2 separate regions of the Lactuca sativa genome follow, and region 2 is linked to region 1. A link is a contact called in public Hi-C data. All regions are on one chromosome and are shown on one strand. The core of a region is the stretch at or near the end of the contact, and the rest is flanking DNA. Distances in the headings are between cores, read along the strand shown.

What was found. Hi-C and Micro-C count contacts between places; a contact is called where the count stands out from the background.
Region 2: a Hi-C map of leaf shows a contact between it and region 1, with 7 times the contacts expected there. The contact joins the promoter of LOC111881277 here to the promoter of LOC111881190 in region 1. A contact is called at or near these places in 2 of 4 Hi-C or Micro-C datasets (both in leaf).

Annotation. Positions count from the first base shown.
Region 1 is chr9:11,716,417-11,724,336 of Lsat_Salinas_v11, reverse strand. It overlaps LOC111881190 (U-box domain-containing protein 3), which reads right to left and starts at 4,921. Exons shown (of 6, transcript XM_023877586.3): 1 at 4,718-4,921; 2 at 3,783-4,069; 3 at 3,558-3,680; 4 at 1,851-3,470; 5 at 1,545-1,622; 6 at 1,208-1,465. The coding sequence starts at 4,061. The coding sequence ends at 1,557.
Region 2 is chr9:11,880,007-11,887,926 of Lsat_Salinas_v11, reverse strand. LOC111881277 (protein LIGHT-DEPENDENT SHORT HYPOCOTYLS 3) reads right to left here and starts at 4,228. Exons shown (of 1, transcript XM_023877695.3): 1 at 2,809-4,228. The coding sequence starts at 3,691. The coding sequence ends at 3,116.

The DNA of each region.
Region 1 (7,920 bases), core at 3,672-6,171:
TTGTTAACCTATTAATTATCCATTTCAAATTTTAAATTTCCACTCTAATTTTATTATATTAATAAAAATAATAATTGATTCTTTATTTTAAATTTCAATTTTTAAAATTTCTTCTTTTAATTATATTAAATTAATAATATTAGATTAAAAAATAAAATAAAATTAATATAAATTATAAGATGATATATAACTTCACGTATTTATTTAAATCAACGATTATAATTTTATATAACTAAAAGAATATCTATTAAATAATAATTTATTTAAAATAATTGATTGGTAGTTTTGATTTTTAATATGAAAATTTAATTAATTTTATAACCGTGATTATCACGGGTTATAAACTAATATATATATATATATATATATATATATATATATATATATATATATATATATATATATATATAGAGAGAGAGAGAGAGAGAAAGAGAGAGAGAGAACTAAAGAAGACAAGTAAGAATAATTAGCAAGCAAAAGTGGGCTTTTATGGAGGACTCGTTTTATAAAGGCCTATAATCCATAATTGAGTTATCTCTAACCCATGTTGAGACCCCTTTTTCTCATAAGAATTAAGAGGTAGGAGGAGGTCACCAAGAATCGGGTGGGGCCGGTGAGCATGTTTCCGTGGCTCGGTGTCGGTGCTATTCGACATTTCTCTTTAACCCAAAAAAAAAAAAGAACCTTAAAATGGACTTTCCGTGTTTTTTTTCAAGGTTTCTTTTATCGGGCCACCGGAACGGAAATAATTGAAGGACTTGTATACTTTTGATTAAAAGGATGTCCTTTTGGGAATACTGTTTGGGCTGGGCATTCTCCGATTTTATAACATAAAACCAAAGTAGTAACAATTTCTTTTTTTTTTTTTTTAAATACAAAAAACAACTCGGTTTTCTCAAAAGCAAGAAACCAAACCGACTTTGTTTGCAATTGCTGAGTGCTGACCCCCTAGGATTTGGGTCTAGTACAGTAACTAGTACCTCGTCCTATGAGTATGAATTGTATTCTTTTTGTAGCGGGTCCCACACCTCTCCATCCAAATCTTTATCTTTATCTCTGGAAATGGAATTATGGCATTATGGCTGAGCTACTACTGCGTCCCACTCCCATGACCCATCCGTTCCCTTAAAACGGGTCCTCATGGTTTTTGTACAAATATAAATCTTTCTTCCTAGCAAAATATCATAAATATAAACAAAAAAAAATGTTGCTCTCCGTGAACCCGAACCATTTGATTAAAATCATAGATTCATGGGTTTTTTTTCCTTCGATCATTCTCTTTACATACTATGCGATAACAACACAAGAATCCACAAGACAAAAAATATAATGAAAAGAAATCACTCTTTTAACCAACAACAAGCCTGAAACTGATCTAACCCTTCACTTTCATGTCCCCATCACCACCATTGATATTCAAAAATCTTCAAACTTTTCAGATAACTTGATGTGGAAACGAACACATCTGCAAGAAAACATAAGATGCGTTATATTTTTTATGAAAAGACGCAAGGATTTTTAGAGAAACTTAGAAGAATGAAAACCTCTTTTGTCTCTCAAGATTTCCCTCTTCCAGAAGCATTTTCACGCTGGCTGCGAAAGTGACTCAGAAGTTGTTGTGCCTGCAGAAATTATTTATTTGCTTAATGACTACGCAACTTAATCAATCAATGAAACAAAAAACAAATATACATATGATGGCATGATGTATACAAAAAAAAAAATCTTTCTTTTTTGTCTGATTGAGCTGAATGAATTGTATGAATATGAGTAAAAATTACTATTTTACCCTTTTTTTTTAAGAAAAAATGATGGTAAATAACAAATGAATGTTTGTTGAGCATTTTTACCTTCTCCTTGGCTCTTGATGTCCCGGACTGGGACAATGCAACTAAAGGCGGGACAGCCCCTTCTTGAAGAACAAGGCGACAATATTTAGGACTGCCAAGACAAAGCTGCAAAAGTATAGAAGCAGCATTCTCTTTTCCCCTCGGAGTCCCTGATTCCACCACCTCAACCAACAACGGAATCCCACCTTCCTTTGCAATCGCCAAACACCCTTCCGGAACACTCGACAGATTCGAAAGCAAAGCAACGGATTTATCAACCATTTCCGATTCCGGTTCCATCAACTCCACAAGATACTTCACCGCCCCCGCTTGAATAATCCGCGCTTTATTCTCGTGAAATATCGATAAATTAAACAAAGCAGTCGCTGCATCTTTCTTCCCTCTTAGTGTCCCCGATCTTAAAAGGTCAACCAACGGTTTGACCGCACCCGATTGACCGATTTTGACCCGGTATTCTTCCAACAACGAGAGGCTGAATAAGGCTGCAGCCGCGTTCTCTTTCGCACACGGGTTTCCGGTTTCCAAAACGTGAATTAACGGGTCGATCGCACCTGATTCCGCTATCATTGACTTTATGTTTCCGTTGATTGAAAGATTTAAAAGAGCAGTCACCGCGTGTTCTTGAGTTATTTTTATGTTGGATCGTAACAGTTGCAAGAGCGGTTGGATGGCTCCGGATTGTCCTATCATGGTTCGGTTTTCCATGTTGTTTTTGGCAAGGAATCGTAATTCCGCTGCGGCTTTCGTTTGGGCCGAATTGGAATTGGATTTGAGGTCGTTTACAAGTTGTTCGATGAGTGAAGATGTTGTTATATCGTTTGGTGAAGAATCAAGTGGAAGGGAGACCGTTCTTGGGTAGTTTCGGTTTCCGCCGTCTGACGGCCATTGCGAGAACCCAGAACCGGAATCGGAAGCGATTTCTCCGGAATTGGAAACGGAAATGTGTTGGTAATCGGAACTGGAAACAGCGGTTGATGTCGATCCGGTCCTGCTGTGACTACATGACTCTACGGGGGATCGATGATCAAACCCATTTTCATCTTTTTGTGTCAAATGGCTAACCGTTTCCAATTCCGGTTGATTGTGGTCAACGGTTCGGTTGACTTTTACATTGTTTTCATCGCACCAATTTGAAATCAAAGCTTTGACTGTGTAATTCGGGATCAAATTGGTGTGTGAAAGTGTTTGACGGGTTACTGGACATCTTGTGAATCCATGATCAAGCCATTTTTTGATGGAATCTCTTTCATAAGTTTGTCCTGTGGCCACGATTACTGGATCAAACATGAGTTGCAGGGACAACGGGCAGATGAAATATGAAGGGACTGAAACACCATTAATGGCTTTCAAGCTTTCAAGATTTACCATGGTTTCTCTTATATGAAAGATAAGGTCAACGATGTGATTGACTTGATTTGACTGGTCAACTTTCAAGTTTTCTTTTTCCACTGCAATGCTCTCTTTTAGCAGTTCTTGGCTTGATGACAAATGAAGCAACTCTATGATTTCTGTTAGATGTTCTAATGGTGGAACCTTTCCTTCTCTTATGAACTTCATGGCCTCTTCTACTTTTTCAGATGCTGTTTCCAACTTTAAACTCTCAAATTCCTCCATACAACGCTGAAATAGCAACACACTATCGTTATTTAGGGTTGAATTTCAAATTTTCCCCAAGTTTTATTTTTAATTTTAGGGTTAAATGCATACCTGAATATCAGCTAAAGAAGTAGATGTTGGTGGTAATGATGATTCCAATGACCTGAATACAGTTTCACATATCTTGATTGAATAGCTTCTGATTTTAACAATTAGTTCTCGGCTTTGAACAGCCTGGAAACATTTTCAAGTATAAAAACAGATTAATGTCTATTTTTTTATCTTTGTTAAAGAAAGTTATATCATCGACCTCATAATAAGAAAGAAGAAACACACCCCACAAATTTTGCTGGAGTGAAAACCCCAATTCTCAATGAACTCTCGAGCCTCATTTACAGCTACATCAAGTTCCTCAAACTCCTTGTGCAAAATTTCATCTGAATGTATGTGTGCATCATCAATGTTATCAAGTATACGTTTAAAAAGCTTCAGTGAACCAGCAACATCTTTGTACTCCTTCTGACATGGCAAGTTCTTGGGTACACCAAATGTGACAAGATGGATGAATCGAGAAAAGCTGTTACTTAGACATCTTAATACCTTTTCTACACCCATCTGTCCTGCTTAAGTAGTTACAGAAAAAACAAAATTAAGAACTTCTAAATAATCAAGATAACACTTTCAGACTCATTTAAGAGCCTCTTATAGGATTAAAATGTCAAAAACAACCAAAAAGTTCAATGCCCACATGAAGTAAACCTCTCTAGCTATAAACCAATAACAATGGACCACAATGTCACTTATGCAAGCTCGATAGAAGTTTTCATCATTCTATCTCAATGTCTAGTATCACAAGAAAACTAATTGCAGCATTGCACATGGATGATGGATCAGACAAATAGTCGAACAACTGGTGTCCAATAATACAAACCACGATCCTGGGAGTTTTTACATGCCAAAATCTCGTATCAAAACTATCACAAATCTATGTTTATGACTGTTTCTCTGTAAGTTAATCGCATATTGATAATATGTTTCAAAACCTATGCTTGAAATTACATGAACCCACTTCGCAACTTTGCTGACATCCAAAATTCACAAAACCCCAACAAATAATATGCAGAAAAAAAGCTATAAACCAACGAAACAAACTGACTTTCTTCGAATTCAATCGAATACACATCAAATTATTGTTCGAAGCAACATGAAATAAATCAATAACTTACAAAACGACAAAAAAGAGTTGAGATATTTGGGAACCGGAAACAAACCTAATGTTGGTAGTCGTAGGTAAACACCGATAACATAAACAGATCTGAATCAAACCCACAAAGGAATAATCTTTATGGTGAAACGTCCATCTGGGTATATGAATTTTCGCCAACACTTGGAAGAGTGAATCATGAGAATGATACAGAAGAAGGGGAAAAGGAGAAAGGGGTTAAATCGGTGGGTCCATAACTCAATATAGTTGCAGGGTTTGTTGGCGATTTAATTGAATATTGATTTGGTGCTAATTCGGGTTAATTAATTATGCATAAATCATGATTAAAGAAGCAAAAAGTCGGAAAACTTTGTCTTGAATAGATGGAGGTGATGCAAGAAATTGACATCCAACAATATTCAACCCCAATGAGTCAATGTCTCCATATGCAAATTAGATAAAACATTTTATTATTAGTAGCAGTGATATTAATTAAGCTAATTATTTAAGTTAATATCGAAGGATAATAAGAATATGCGTTTGAAAAATGACCGATATCTTCCGGAGGAGATCATTCTAAAGCATCCACAAAAATAAAAATAAAAAATTTTGACAAAAAAGTCCATGAATTTTGGATTTGGAAAAAAGAAAAACTTCATAATTTCAAGAATAATTCTGGAATTTTGATAAAACAATTCGCTTTTATTAAAATCTAATAAGAAAAACATAAAAATCTTTAATAAGAAAAACATAAAAATAAGAAATGGGAAGTACATATATATATATATATATATATATATATATATATATATATATATATATATATATATATATATATATATATATATATATATATATATATATTTTGTTAATAAGCTCGTTTATAAATGTTTATTTAATTAATATCTCTTATTGTTATTATTATTATTAGAGTAATTACATAAATCATCCATGTCATGTAGGTTGAGGTTTAGGATATATTACAGATTTAGTCTCTACCTTTCTTTTTTATTCGGACAGTCCTTATAATATTATTTTGTTGTGATTTTTGTCACATAGTAATTATATAAAGATTGTTATATCCTTTTTTATTTTATTTTAATTTATCTTTTTATTGTTTATGATATTTATAATAAGATTAATGTATATGGTCCGCCCCATACCTTATTAGCGGTCATCATGTAAGGTCTCTCTCTTTACCCAAAAAGCCCCACAACTGGCGAAACAATATTTTTGGCGCTTAGGCGGCAATCTCACTAGAGAAGACATAAACATCGTGGAAACAAAACACACAACCTATATGAAATCCATTCTGATTCCGCATCGGCATTGAAACTTAGACCCAACATTTGAACACGGTTAAGATAATATTCTATCTTCTTTCTCAATGCGAACATACCTATGGAAACTATCCATATATATACATAAAAATTTAGACATATATGGTTGTTTGCCAGAAACCGAATGATTTAGTGTTCAACCATTAAGAGGCTTTAATCTTTGCAAAACATATTTTCAAATTATCAAACCTCTCAATCCTTAAAACCAAAATCAAACCCCTCGAAATTGACAGCATAATTTGTTGCTCGTTTACCCGCTACATCTATGTAAAACTTTCTTTTATTTTTATATGAAATCTATAATCCATTACAATCAAAATTAATAATTAACTAGCACAAGTTATTGCAAATTTTCAAAAAAGAAAACACACACACACACACAAAATTAACAAGAGCCTAAACAATAAAAAACACGTTTCAAAAAGCACATAACCTAAACATGAAAGAGTGTGGACAATAGAATATATCTAGTTAGCATAATAGTTAATGGAAAGTATTTAAAGAAGCTTATATATTTTATAGAGACGTAACATCCAAAATTAGAAAGCTGGTATCCAAAATTTGTATCAGGACTACGTAACCTTGAAGCTCTACATGATTCAATATGAAGACATGAAGCAAAAAGGATTAGGGGTTTTCATCCAAAAATCGGACGACATGGACAATTTAGATGATTACATCCTAGTATGTGATTTAACAAAAAAAAACACCATCATAGAGAGAGAGAGAGAGAGAGAAAGAGAAATGGTATTTGTAGGGAAAGAGGATGAGGTGTTGGCATTAAAGCTTCTTTGTTTTCTCTCTTTCACTCTTACACATAAACTGTGTTGTACCGGTCACAATAAAAGAAAAGAGAGGGCAATATAGGCAAAAGGAAGGAAAAAATGGTTCGGAGGGAATGTAATACCTAAATTGTCCAAAGGATTTTTGGCCCCGTCTTATTCGATTTAGTCATAGGCACATTTAATAGGTTACCAAATGCTCATAGGGTTGTTTTGGTAAGCCTTTTAATGGTTCCATTAAGAGATGCTCTAAAGAAGTCAGTAAACATTTGGTTTGGCTTATATTAGCTTCTGAATGGGACAATCCACCTTTTAATGGCTATTAATCGGTCATATATGTTAGCATCGTTGAATGGCGTTGAACAAACGAAAAAACCCTCAATTTCCCTTGAAGAATCGCCACCACCGTCGTGAATTATCCTCATTTGTCTCAAACTACGAATCATCGTCGTTCTTCTCTGCTGGAAACACAAAATCAACACTATATGACTGTTTCCTAAGAGATGGTCGATTTTAATGGAAAAACATATATTTTCTTAGTTATTTTCTGGCGACCAAAGACAAGGTTTCTTTCTCAACACATTTCACTAGGGAATATGTTTATAGTCTTATATATGATAGAAAGAACAATTCCAATTTCTCAGTTACTCGGTTATCTATCGGTGCACCAATTTCACACATATCTTATTGTAATTGGTTTAACCACATGATTTCATTTTAAGTACCAAATTTGTTGATTTGTACAACACAATCACATGTAAGTGTCTTTTTTGGAACATTTTGATTTTTAGGCGTGCCTTTAATGGTCTTTACAATGTTGTCTTGTATAAATATGCATTTAAATTAATCTGAACCGTAACGGTAGTTTGTGAGGTTGAGATGCGGTGATGAATCTTGTCGATTTACTTGCCATAACTGGGAGTGAAAAATCAGGCCATTGTGTCGTGTTTTTGTCTGACACGACACGACAATGTTTTATGTAACATGAACACGATCTCGGGTCTTTTTAACTAACACGAAAACCAACCCATTAAAAAACGACAAACACGACAAAGATAACATGACATAACAATTAATGTATTTAATTAATATTTATTCACACATAACACGAAAACCATGACAAAAAGATCTTAAACCGTGTCAATTTT
Region 2 (7,920 bases), core at 2,979-5,478, 160 kb before region 1:
TTCAATTACTAGGTTTGAGGGCAACCCAAAAAGACTTTGTTAATAATTCAAGATTATACTAGTTCAGTTATTTCTTAGACACCTAATCCAACACTTTTTGCTAATTGAGTTATGGAATTGAGAGGGGATGGGAGGTTGCCTGCCAATCTCCCTCTTACACATACCTTACTTGTAAGAGACCACTAATTTGCATTAAATGAAAGTATTGGCTCTTGGTCTTGCATGTAAGTATAAATAGAAGTGTTAAGATTTTATTTTTGTCACTCTTTCCTTTCTAAAAGAAGACAAAATCGAGAGCACCTTCTACTCTCCCTCTCTTTCCCTTTTGATGCTAGTTGCAAACATTTGGTGTTCATAAGTGTTTCTCCTTTAGTGATTTTTGAGCTAAACACTTAAAAGGCTTAAGAAATCATTAAGACAAGAAGGAAACTAGCATTCCTTGTGTCTTACTCTTGGTGGTGGATTACTTATAGAGAATTTCAAGCTCTTTGATCTTTCTATCTACATCAACACCCCAATTCCATGTGGGTTCAAAGACTCCAATTGTTGTCATTCGATCTAAACCAACTTATGGTTCTTTCAATATCAGTCTAACCTATATATTTGGATCATTGATAGTTTTATTTTAAAAGTCTAAAATAAACTAGTTATTTTATTAATGATTTTGTTGCCGTTTTTAAGAAAAACTCTCTATTTTATATATCAAAATTCATCATAATGAAAGGATGTATTTTCGAGATACATGTGTATCCCTAGCTCATGATGATAGGAACAATATCTTACAAGTTTGCCTTGTCCTTCATTAAGTACACACCCAATGACGACAACATGTATACTTATTTGACAAATACATAGTGTTTTATAAAGGAAAAAAATAATGTATGTTGTTTTTATAGGTAAAGAATGAACTATGTTGCCTATATTGGTAAAGATTAAAATACATTCATATTATGGATAAAAACTAAAGTTTATTGCTATTATGTGTAGAAAAATAGAGTGTTTTTCTATTGTGGATAAAATAATTAAATTAAATTGTTATTATTGATAAAAATATATATATTTTTTGTTAATATGGATGAGAAATTATGAGTCTATTGTTTATATGGGTAAAAGAATTTCGGTATGTTGCAATTATCAATAAAAAAAGTATGTTGCTATTATGTAAACAAAATAAAGTGTATTCTCTTATGGGAAAAAATTACATTGTTATAATTGCTTTTATGAATTGGAAACAAAAATAGCAGTATATTTCTGATATTAGTAAAAAAACAAATTATAACATATTGCTATTACAGATTAAAAATAATCTATGATGATATAATTAATAAAAAATGTTGATATATATATATATATATATATATATATATATATATATATATATATATATATATATATATATATATATATATATATATATATAATGCTTACTGATTATTGTTTGTTTAATGAGTATATATGTTTGTTTTAACATTTTTTTTAGATATCAAAGATGTAAATTCAAATTAATTAAAGAGTTGTAAAAGGAAAGAAAATAGAACAAGAACACAATAAAAGATGCAACTAACTCAAATCCAACTTGAAGCACCAAACTTGTTCTAGCTTACTATCTTTGTTGTTTTTCATAACTGATTAGCATTAATGTTTATTAAATTTATGGTTTAGACACTGTGTTAATAATTATATTTTATTAGACAATTTTTAAATTTATGCTTAATAGTATAGTAGTTGAACTTGCAAAACAGGAGTTGTTTATTGTAATTGGATTTTTCTGCTTTCTAGGTAGGAAAAAAAAAAAACTTGATTTTGTGAATTCTTTTATTGTATTTGTATACGTAACTCTGTCACTAAAAACTATAAAAAATGATACCCATTAGTAATATATTTCGTCGATATTCCATCGGACTTGACAAAAATAAGCTTCGTCGGAAAAGTCAGATAAACAAGACTCTCGGATATATGTCGGTATTTATAATTTATTAAAGAACTTTTTATTGGTACAATGTCACAATTTCCATCAAGATAATTCTCCAATGATTTTTTTTTTTTCTATCTGAATTCCGTCAATTGTGTTTCTGACGGAAAACCGACGAAAAGAGCCTTCGGAAATTAGGCAGTTTTATCGTATTAATAATTATCATCCACCATGTACAGCAAAAAAAATTCTCAAACTAAGAAATATGTGTGCTTTGTAAATTCTACATGACTTGAAGTGCATATTAATATACCCATAAACGTAAACCATGAATCAATCAGTTTTTAAGTTATCAAAGCTAATTTAATTTAAATAATAACTAGATGTGATCAAAGTAAACGTTATCACGTGCATCATTAATCTAGTTATATATAAAAAAAAGCTCTTTTCCCTAAAAACATGTGATGGACAATGTTTAATTTTTAATATGTACCAAAAATATACATATATAACTACCAACACATGTAAAATATTTATGCACTTTTTCTTCACGATTTATGTAAGCGTGTACATAATAAACAAGAGCCCGTGCAAATGCTGCACATGTTGACATTAGCAATCAAGACTGCAGAAGACTGAATGAACACGATTCCATCCAACACTTACACGATTCCGAATCATTCATGGGAGGAGAGAGTGATATTTCTTGCCGTTGGATAGTCCATATACTTTTTGTAGAACGGCAGCGATTATATAAAATAAGAAGGCTAGGAATTAAGAAGCTTGACAAAACATAAAAGCTATAGATAGTCCACATATGATCTTGGTTGAAACCAAGAATAGATCACAAGTACTTCCAGTTTGAGATCTATAAATACTACTGTTGCAAAAGTACATCTACCAAGATCACAACTGCAAGCTCCTGATCAAACTAGAAGTCGATATTGTGCTGCAGCTGAGATGTTTTCATTGAGATGAACAAAAAAGCGAAAATCAAACAAAATCACCAATTAACAACAGGGTTCTTCATAGTTGATTGCAGCTAAATAAAGAAATAAAACCTGAAACTAAGCGTAACAACTAGCAAGAGTACTACTTGGGTGATCATTACATCCTCCACAAAACATCAAATTCAAGCTTCTAAAAGAAACGAATAGTTACTTAATTTTTAAGTTCCAAGATCTGAGTTTTCTTGAACGAAATTCAAGTGTGATCACCTGGTGGAAGAGTAAAAGCTTGAAATGATGAGTTGTTTGGAAACTGTTGATGTTCTTGTTGTGGAGGTCTTTTTCGTTTTTTCTTCTCGTAGCTGATTCCTCTTGCTTTCGATTGTAGATCTCGAACTTCTCGAAGGTAAAGTCTAACAGCTCGAGCACCAAAAGGGTTCATCTCCGGTTGCCCACCGCTCTCTTCGTAGGCTGCCCGGAGACGGCCTATCAACGCATCCAAGCTTCCCCACGCCTGACGAAGAGGACAAGGGCAAGGGCAAGGTGGGTTCGGGTGCCCGTAAAACGGGCACACCGGTGTGTGGACTTTAGTCTTCCCAAACTGGTCAAGATACCGGAGAAACTCGAGCACGTTGGCACCACTACATCGGGAAAGCGCGAGTGGTGGCCGGTGATTCTTCAGGTACTGACAGAAGGTATTCCAGTCTCGGCGTTTCTGGTTCTCATACCGGCTGGGAGTTGTGGCTGCCGGCGGAGAACTAGACGACGCAGACGCTACAATATTAGGGTTTATGCTGTAATCGGAGCTTTCAACTTCTGCGTAAGGATCCATTGAAGGGTTTTTATTGAAACTGATGGTTTTCCCGATTTGGGTTACAATTATTTGAAGATCTAATTCTAGGACAAGATGTTTCTCTTTTACTTTTTGCTAGGGTTTCCTTATTTATCACGATAGCAGTAGTGATAAACAGTCGATGTATCTCCACAAACAGAAGCAAAAGAGATGATTCACAAACACACGGAGATCGATGGCGCGGAAATGGATGATCGATCTAATGATGTTTATGGCTATTTTCGTTGGATAAGAAATGGAGAAGAAGAGACACTGCTGGCTACCAGACCAGTCTACACCACATTGATGTGGAGGTGAGGTGAGCTGCCATTGATGGGACTTTGGAGGCTTTTAGTGAAAAAAACAGTAGATTTCACAAGATCTTGGGAGGATAGAAAAGCTGGCTTCGCGTTGTGTTGTGTTGCTGATGTATAAAGATTCACACTGAGTTTCCTAAAATAGGGCACACAAACTTCTATAACTGTAATTTGGTAAATATGATACTCCTAAAACTTTCTATTTATTACACATTTGTACAATGTAGTTGTTTGATAATAACGTTTGTGTTTTTTCTTTTTTGTTTATGTTTAGCTTTTATTAACGTCTAAAACTGTTGCGAACTAGTATAGTAGAGGTGCAAAAGTTGATGCCTTGCTGATCTCCAAGCCTTTTTTATTATGTTTTTTTATAAATTTAAAAATATTTGATATATTATAAATATTATTATAAAATTTTTAATTTTAGATAAATTCTTGTTTTAAAAAATATGATTATGATAATGATAAAAAGTTTTTTTGGTATAACGGTTTAGAAAGATTTATTAACTTAAGTGCTGTTTTTTTTATAAAAAACATATTCAAACCACTTTGTGTTGGGCAATGTTGCACACACGTATCATTTTTTATCCCGCAGCAATTTGTTTTTTCGTAGGCTTCGAAGTAAAAAACTTTTGTGCGTGTTCTGTTTGGGACAACACTTAAGTTCCCTCTTCAAACCTAAACCTAAAAAAAATGGGATACTCCTCCCTCATAAAAAAAAGCGCCACATTTTTTTCTCCCTAGTCATCCCCAATCTCGCATCTGCAATCATCCCTTCATCAGCAAAACTTCCTTCCCATTGGCGTTCCCTCCTCTCCGGAGTAGACTCCTCTTGGTCGCCTTCTCCTTCCGGTCGTCGACGCCGATCTTTCATCTCGATAAGTTTTTTTTCGTTTACTGTTGCTGAAGCAATAATTTTGTCATGGTTAATCTTGAATTTTTCGGTTTTTTTGTTGCTGGAGCAACTTCGACTTTCCTGCTTCATATTAATTTTTCGATTTTTCTTGTTGAATCATTGTTGATATATTTGTTCTTGATGAATCTTGATGCTAATGTTATCAAATCTTTGATGATGTTTTTTATTCTGCTGAAATGTCATAAATTTATGCTTAAATGTCATATTCTATTGAAATGTTGTTGAATCATTATTGAAATGTTGCTGAAATGTTGTTGAAATGTCATGAATTGTTGCTGAAATGCCATTAATAGACGCTGAATGTCATAAAATGTTCCTAAAATATCATGAATTGTTGTTGAAAATATCACGAATTGTTGCTGAAATGTCATGAAATGTTGCTGAAATGTCATAAAATGTTGTTGAAATGTCATATTGAAATGTGAATAATCTTTGTTGAAATTCGTTAGTTTAATCAATAGAAGTTGTTATTATGTTGAAAGTTGTTGTTATAAGGTTGTGTTTGCTAAAGTATGCATTTCATATATTATTTTTGTTATTAGCAATGGGATATAAACATACATGGACCAATGAGCGGATAAAATTCTTATTGTACACTTGTATTGAAGAAGTACACATTGTGGGTAGAAAAGGTTTGAGTTTGCACAAATATTCATGTAACAAGTTAGGCATAGCCATTAAGGAAAAGTATGGCGTTGATTTGACTAAAAGACAATTGAAAAATGCCTATGACAATCTTAAAGCCAATGTAACATCCCCAAAATTTCAACAAACTTAAACTTTTCAAAACAACTCATTTATTAAAAAAAAGTGTTTACAAAAACTTTGTCTCAAAAACATGATTCAAAATCAGAGTCTCCTAAGATCTAATATGTTCTAAAACTGAGGATGTGTACGGTCACGCCTTTTCCTTGCCACAAATCATCTGAAGAACATGAAACCATAAATAAAATTGTAAGCATGAAGCTTAGTGAGTCCCCCCAAAATACCAACACACAACAGATAATATAAACAACAAACAACATGCATATAGGGCCATCAATAGTTGATGAGGATCGCCTCAACCCAACCACACATACACCGTTTTGACACACACACACACACACACACACACACACACACACATATATATATATATATATATATATATATATATATATATATATATATATATATATATATATATAACAGATAATCATACAGTTAACCAGCCAATAACAAGCAGACATATATTATAGTTTACTAAGCATAGCATCATCCTATCTACCAGGATATCGATCTAACAGATCACTACACCATACTGACATGCGATAAACTAGGATAACAATCCAATGGGCGGGCATCGGTGCCTTCGACCCGTAAGTATAGTGAGGAAAACTCACCTCTGGATCTGATCAATAGTTGATGAGGATCCGACTCCGAATCTCAGCTGTAAACAATACTTATCCATCCAAGTGACCAATAACCATCAATATCCCAAAATACCAAAATACCCAAAATACCCTTTAGGTCAACTTAGTCAAATACAAAAGTCAAAGTCAACGTTCCATGTTGACTTCAACACGCCGTGATGACTAGCGAACACGTCGTGTTCCTCCCGTATCCAAACAGGCGAGAAAATCCCCATCCAACACACCATGTTGGCTTGCAAACACGTCATGTTTTCCAAAGTTCCAGCAACTTAATCCATTAATGTAACATCCTATTTCACATCGTCCGTGATTAGGGTTTATGAGCTGAAACCCAGGCATAAGGAAGTCTCAGGGTTGCGACGAGTTGCTAGGAGTGTAGGGCATCTCGTCACCTTTCTGTGGGTATGAGGTTCATTGGAATCGGACTTATATCTAGGAAGCGATGGAAGTTTGAAGTTATGGAAGGATGAGTCCCTTATTTGAGAAAGGTGGCAGCTGAGTACGTTGGGCGTACATGTGTGTACGCTTAGTGTACTCATGTGCGGGAAATTAAAGCGGAGTCACCCAGTACGCTGGGCGTACCAGAGGGTACGTTGGGCGTACTAGGTCCAGAAGGAAACCCTAATATTTTGGAATGTCCCTATTTAAGGAACATTATGTCTTCATATCCATCCACCATTTCCAGATTTCAACTCTCTCAAAACCCTAATTCCCGTTCTTTGAGCTTGAGTGTCTATTGTGAGCTTATAAGTGTTCTTGCGGGATTATTGGAGTGAAGAAGTGTTGGATTGGTGTCTAAGTCCATAACTATTTTTGGTATGTACTTGACCCGATGGTGCATGGTCCTTTTGGGTTGCCTTCACCAAAGCAACTTGATAGGATGAATTATGGAGAGAAAGGATTAAATATGATTTATTAATATATTATGAGAATAATATATTAAAGGAGAAATCATATTGTTTAATTAATATTAGTCAAGAATTAATAATTATTAAGTTTGTGGCTAAAAGAGATTAATTAAACTTAAGGGACTGGAATTGTAATTATATGATAATTACAATTGGGCTATGGATTATCTTATTATTTAAGGTTGGACGAATTCTATGGGGAAACCCATTAGAAATCGTCCAAGGGCCTTTAAGAAAGGGTCCATGGATTGCTTAGGGCCTAAGCATCCAAATTAGGGTTTCCTAGTTCAAAACCCTAATAGCCTACATGTATAAATAGTGCCCTTAAGCCTCAAAAACGTGGTGAACTAATCCTCTAGGGTTTCCACATGGTTTTGGGCAGCTCCTTCTCTTCTCCTCTTCATCCTCTTGCTCTTGGTGTTTGTGAGCCATTAGAGGAGTGACATTTGTGACTCTAAGCTTTCTAAAGTCAATACAAGAAGGATTTGAGATTGTTATTGCTATATAACAATCAAGGTATGATCTAACCTCTTATTCATATGTTATATTGATTAGATACAGGGTTTTAAGTCTTGGATTAAAAGCATGTACAATAGAGAAACCTAGATCCTAGCTTTAGGGTTTGCATGAGCACATAGGATGTCTTTTGGCTAAAACCCATCAAGAAGGAGCATGG